2 separate regions of the Mus musculus genome follow, and region 1 is linked to region 2. The links are chromatin contacts, called in public HiChIP or PLAC-seq maps. All regions are on one chromosome and are shown on one strand. The core of a region is the stretch at or near the end of the contact, and the rest is flanking DNA. Distances in the headings are between cores, read along the strand shown.

Region 1 (2,700 bases), core at 20-2,519, 380 kb after region 2:
CTTGCTCCCATGGCTTGCTCACCCTGCTTCCTTATAGAGCTCAGGGGAGTGGTATCATCTGTGGTGGACTGGGCCTTTCCCCATCAGTCACTATGTAAAAATGCCCTACAGGCTTGCCTACAGCCTGATCTTATGGAGATGGTTTCTCAGTTGGGGTTCTCTCCTCTCAGATGGCCCTAATTTGTGATAAGTTGACATAAAACCTAGCCACCAGAAAGCTCATGCATGTACAGACACACAGACGCAGAGGGAGGGGAAGGATGGAGAGGGGGAGGGAGAGGGAGGGGCTGAGGGGAGGGAGAGGAAGGGAGGGAGAGGGAGAGGGAAAGAAACTCTACTTCCAAACGAGAACCATCTTTAACTCCCATGATAGGGAGAAGGGCATGAGGTTGGGCAGTGAACAAGCTCCCCCTAGGCTAGACTATGCTGCGCACAGAGCACAGGGACAACTCCCCTAAGGAGGACATGGGCCATCACGGGACCAGGCCCATCTCATTCATGACACTTCTGACTGGCAGGGCTTCTGGATGACATCACTGTAAAGAGGTGGCTTCTGAGTCTAAGAGGAAACACTCTTGAGTTGTAACATTGGTGAGGGTCTTATTTAATCACCAGAAGATTCATGCCTGTTTGGGAAGAATAGAAAAAGTCTCTCTTTCTCTTTAACTTGCAGTGATCTGTGTGCTGAGAAAAGGAGTTCTCCCTTCTTTTCTATCAAATGAATTATGTGCTTTTGTTGATATTTCATTACTTGTCTATTTGTGTACAAACACACACACACACACACACACACACATGATGTACATGCAGAGATCAGAGGATGACATTCAGTTGGGAGTTGGTTCTTTCCATGGGCCTGGGGGCTTAGTGGAAGGTACTTTTACCTACTGAGCATCTTGCCAGCCCTTTTGCTTCTCTCTCTCTCTCTCTCTCTCTCTCTCTCTCTCCCTCTCTCTCTCTCTCTCTCTCTCTCTCTCTCTCTCTCATTTGTCCTCAGGAGGAATGAAGTCTGGCCTAGGAGGAACTTAGATGAAAATCTGTCATGCCACACTAGTGGCAAGCCTGGTGTGGATGTCACTGGGAAGGGGGGGGGGGGGTCCCCTTCAAATGACCTTGTTCCATCCCCTCTGTAGCCTAGGATCCTCACCCAGGCCAGAGCAGCTCTCTGACCAAGATGTCTGCTTTGCTCCTTCCCTCAGAGCCTCCCTCCCCTCCTTCCTCGGCTGGTCCTGACTCACCACTCACCAGATAAGGTTGCTATAATGGAAAACAAGAGCAAAAACAAATGTCTGGCGGTGACTCAGAGCAGAGCTCAGGCGATCTGGGAGAAACCCTGCTCTCCAGGGTGACATTCAGGAGAGCACAGAAGCAGCAGGAGGTGCGGAATGTCACCCGCAAATGTTCTCTCTGTTCCTCCAACGAGTCTTCTCCAGACATTGTCCTTTCTGGAAATCCAGCCCAGCCCTCTCCACTGCTCTCAGCACTGTTTCTGAGGTATTCCTAGAAGCCTGTGCCTTCCCCAAACTGCCCAAAGCTTGAATGTGTCAGGGCACACCTTTAATCCCAGAACTCTCCTGACAGAGGCAGGCATGTCTCTCTGGGTTTGAAGTCATCCTGGTCCAGATAGCAAAATTTAGGTCATCTAGTGTTACCAAGTGAGGCTCTGTCTCAGGAAGGAAAGAAACAAAGAAAGAAGGAAGGGAGGGAGGGAAGGAAATAAAGACTCTTAAATCAATTGACTGTAAATTGTACCCTTCTATCTGTGTGTGGAGCATGGTGGCTAATGATTATAATTCCAAAATTGGGAGGTAGAGATGGGAGGACTAAGGCTAGCCTGGGCTACTTGAGACTATGTCTCAGAAAAGCAGTAGGGGCTGGGGAGATATCTCTACATGAGAACTTGAGTATGGCCCCAGCACCCACATAAAAACCTGAGCATGGTGGTATGTATTTATAATCCAGGTGAGGAAGACAGACATAGGAAGATCCCCGGAGTCCAGGCTGCCCAGGCTGCCCGGCAAGTTCTATGTCCCAAGGAAAGATGCTGTCTCTGAAAACCAGCAGAAAGGCTCTTATGACTGATGCTTGAGGTGACTCTCTCATCTTTACTTGCATGTGGGATATCTACACACATACGAGAGAGAGAGAGAGAGAGAGAGAGAGAGAGAGAGAGAGAGGGAGAGGGAGAGAGAGAGAACATACAAAAACCAATCAAACCTCTGTCCCTAACAGGTCACTGCAATGTCTTTAAGTCTACCCATGACTAAAATATCAACACGACCCCAACCTCCTGAGCTTTAGCCGTCATTTCTATCATGGAAAGTCACTGGTGGGCAGCTTTCTATGGTGTCAGTGTAGCCACATCTCTGTGCCTCACAGCTGAGGGAGGACTAAGTGTCCCGTGTGGGGTTGTACCTCAGCATGCTTTCATGAACTAGGAATACAAGGGACTTAGGTGTGGTCTGGAAGGAGGTCTGAATCCTGCTACTTCCCGTCTTCCTGAAAACATCTGGTAACAGATAAACCGCAGGGCAGTCCAGCTTGACCTTGGCGGTTGGCCAGCTTCTGAGTCAGCTTTGCAGTCAGGCTTGCCTTTGGACACCCAGTCAACCACATATCTCTGTGGACATCCTGACTTTGGGCACGTAGGTTATGGTGAGTGTAGTGACCAAGAGGTGGTACAAATAAGGAACGTGTGTT
Region 2 (2,700 bases), core at 103-2,602:
CTTGGAGAGGTCCTCATCTCACCTTAGAGGGCTGGGCTGAGCCATCAAGTGTGATGACATACTTTTGCATATGGAGGGAGCATGGTATTGCAAACTTATCCCTCTGTACCATTGGAACTGACATCCCTCCTCCTCCTCCTCCTCCTCCTCCTCCTCCTTCTCCTCCTCCTGTTCCTCCTCCTTCTCCTTCTCCTCCTCCTGCTCCTCCTCCTCCTCTTCCTCCTCCTGCTCCTCCTCCTTCTCCTTCTCCTCCTCCTCCTCCTGCTCCTCCTCCTCCTGCTCCTCCTGCTCCTCCTCCTCCTCCTCCTCCTGCTCCTCCTTCTCCTCCTCCTCCTCCTCCTCCTCCTTCTCCTCCTCCTGCTCCTCCTCCTTCTCCTCCTCCTGCTCCTCCTCCTCCTCCTCTTCCTCCTCCTGCTCCTCCTCCTTCTCCTCCTCCTCCTCCTCCTCCTCCTCCTCCTCCTTCTCCTCCTTCTTCCTCTTGTTCAAGCATGCTTGGGGGAGGGGTAGAGTCTTCGTCAGGTGGTTAGGTCAAGGAATTCTCTGTGTGGCTTGGAAATTGAGGGGTGTAAAATTTCCATCCATGAAGTGGGATGTGCCGACTTCTGAGGTGGAGAGTGATCCCTAAGTCTGAAGCGGGGGCTCAGGTACATCCAGAATAGCAATTCCCAAGTCACACTGTGTCTCCCTAAGTAAGAACATGAGATCCAGAGCTGAGCGGTAAGATGACACCCTTGTGTCACCACACCTGGCTCTGTTGTTCGAGATAGGGTCTCCTTATGTAGCCTGGGCTGGCCTCAACTCTGTCATCCTCCTGCCTCAGCTTCCTAAATTGCTGGGATTGCAGGTGTGTGTTACCACACCAGACTCAGTTATTTCTTTTTAAATGCAAAACCAATAAAGCCACTGTGAAATGATTAAAAAGATGAAGTAATCAGGCAGGGTGCACAGTCGCACCGAGCTCTGAGCCCAGACTGCTTTCTCCTTCCTGCCTGCCTTATTTAACTTCTTTCCTTAAAGTTTTAAAAATAGATGATGTCTCTTTTTATTTTTTATTTTTATGAGTAGCTTTAGGTTCACAGAGGAATGGAGCAGAAGTTAGTTCCCATATCTGCTCTCCACCTCCTTATTATAAACATCCTGCACTCTCCTTAATTAATTTTTTTTACAGTGTTTCCTTTTTCAGTTATAATCTAGTCTACATACGTTTTGTGGCTTTCTTTCCCCCAGTAATCTTGCTTCAGTAATCCTTAAACCAACACGATTAAGGTCAAAGGTCTCTTCAGGTCATTTCCTGTTGACCTTTACTCAGAGGAATTTGGCTGTGTTCATGTGATGGGGAGGGTGGCTTGCTTTGTGATATTTATCCTGTAGAGATTCCCAGGGTGAGTTTAGAAGCGCTGAGGGCCCTGGAGGGCTTGGCCCCTCCCATCTCTTTTATCCTTGGCTTCTTTCCCCTCAGAAGCTTTTGGTGGTGGGGTGGGGGTTGGGTTTCACTTTCTGTCAAGAGTTCTGCCTTCTCTGAAGTTAAGAGTCCAAGCAGGAATGTTTTTTCAGCAGTCTTAAATGTGAAAGCTTGCCTAGGTCAGAGCCATGCCTGACCAATGCTCTTGTGGGCTCTGCCTGCTCGCCCGCCGGTGGGTGGGGGTGGGAGTGGGTATGGCTGGGCAGCTTTGGGCATGGGGACTGCTCTCTCAGAGGTGTCAGCAAGTGTATCTTCCCTGTGTTCTAGGAGATGGTATACTACCTTTTGTGCATTAGAAGGAAAAAGAACCCCAAGTCTCTCAGACCTGAGCTGATCTCCTAGCTGCTTGGCCACAGTTCATGAAAGCCTTGGATGTGGTGTCTTACTGGTGGCGGCAGATCTGCATTTATTCATGCTCTAAACCTTCCCAGTGTGTGTGTGTGTGTGTGTGTGTGTGTGTGTGTCTGTCTGTCTGTCCATGTGTGTGTCTGTGTGCTGTGCGTGCTTCTGACATGTTTCTCTTAATGGCAGATGCCAGGTTGGTGTCTGGCAAAGTTAGGAGTGCTTTAGCAATGCTCTTGCAGGCTGGGAGAGCTTAAAAACAAACCCCCTTTCAGACCGAGAAGAAGAAAATGCTTGTTTGGTGCTATGATATCATACATTAGTAACTTAGAAATTAAACTTAGCGTGACCTCTCTAAACACCAATGATTATGGTCTTTGGCTTAATTCAGAGTAAATTGCCAGATTGTGGGCTACTTTCATGAGTCATTCTGCTGCAGGAGCCCCAGTAGGTACCCAGGTAGGGAATGGCACCTTCAGAACATTGAAATTAATAGGTAGGCAGGAGGGCCAGAGAGCTCAGGGAATCAGTGAGTGTGTGTGCGTGTGTGTTCGAGTGTGTGCATGTGTGTGCATGTATGTGCGTGTGCATGCATGTGCCAGTTGGCTGGCCAGATAGAAGAGTTTGTTGGAGCCACATTGAGCACCTGGACTGTGTCTGCCTGGCAGGCGCTGGGCAGTGTTTCTGGAACTCATTTGTGGGAGAGGAGTTGGGAGCCCTTTTTTTTCTAGATGGAAAGATTGGGGCGTCTGGATACCTTCTGCAGATGTGCACAAGAAAAGATGTGGTTATCCTTGAATGAATCTGGAGGTTTAAGACTTGTACTTTGTATTTGATTAAACAACAAAGTATCACATCTGTGGCTGCCTGCTTGTGTCCGACCTCCTGCTGTGGAC

The links. HiChIP or PLAC-seq counts read pairs in DNA pulled down with a chosen protein or histone mark.
Region 1: a FOXA1 HiChIP or PLAC-seq map of pancreatic cancer cells shows a contact between it and region 2. The contact joins two enhancer-like sites. A contact is called at or near these places in 1 of 484 Hi-C or Micro-C datasets (embryonic stem cells), 1 of 115 datasets of contacts at active chromatin or transcription factors (pancreatic cancer cells) and 1 of 9 other capture datasets (embryonic stem cells).

What each region holds. Positions count from the first base shown.
Region 1 is chr14:121,434,697-121,437,396 of GRCm38.p6, forward strand. No RefSeq gene overlaps it. Among named protein-coding and RNA genes, the nearest start is that of Gm33299, 21 kb to the right of the region's middle. Within about 2 kb of position 1,270, at least 143 of the 459 cell types and tissues checked have an H3K27ac peak or open chromatin away from gene starts, as enhancers often do. A contact at or near this core is called in pancreatic cancer cells, where this site is marked.
Region 2 is chr14:121,051,814-121,054,513 of GRCm38.p6, forward strand. All of the region lies in intron 1 of Farp1 (FERM, RhoGEF (Arhgef) and pleckstrin domain protein 1 (chondrocyte-derived)), which reads left to right. Among named protein-coding and RNA genes, the nearest start is that of Farp1, 18 kb to the left of the region's middle. Within about 2 kb of position 1,353, at least 136 of the 459 cell types and tissues checked have an H3K27ac peak or open chromatin away from gene starts, as enhancers often do. A contact at or near this core is called in pancreatic cancer cells, where this site is marked.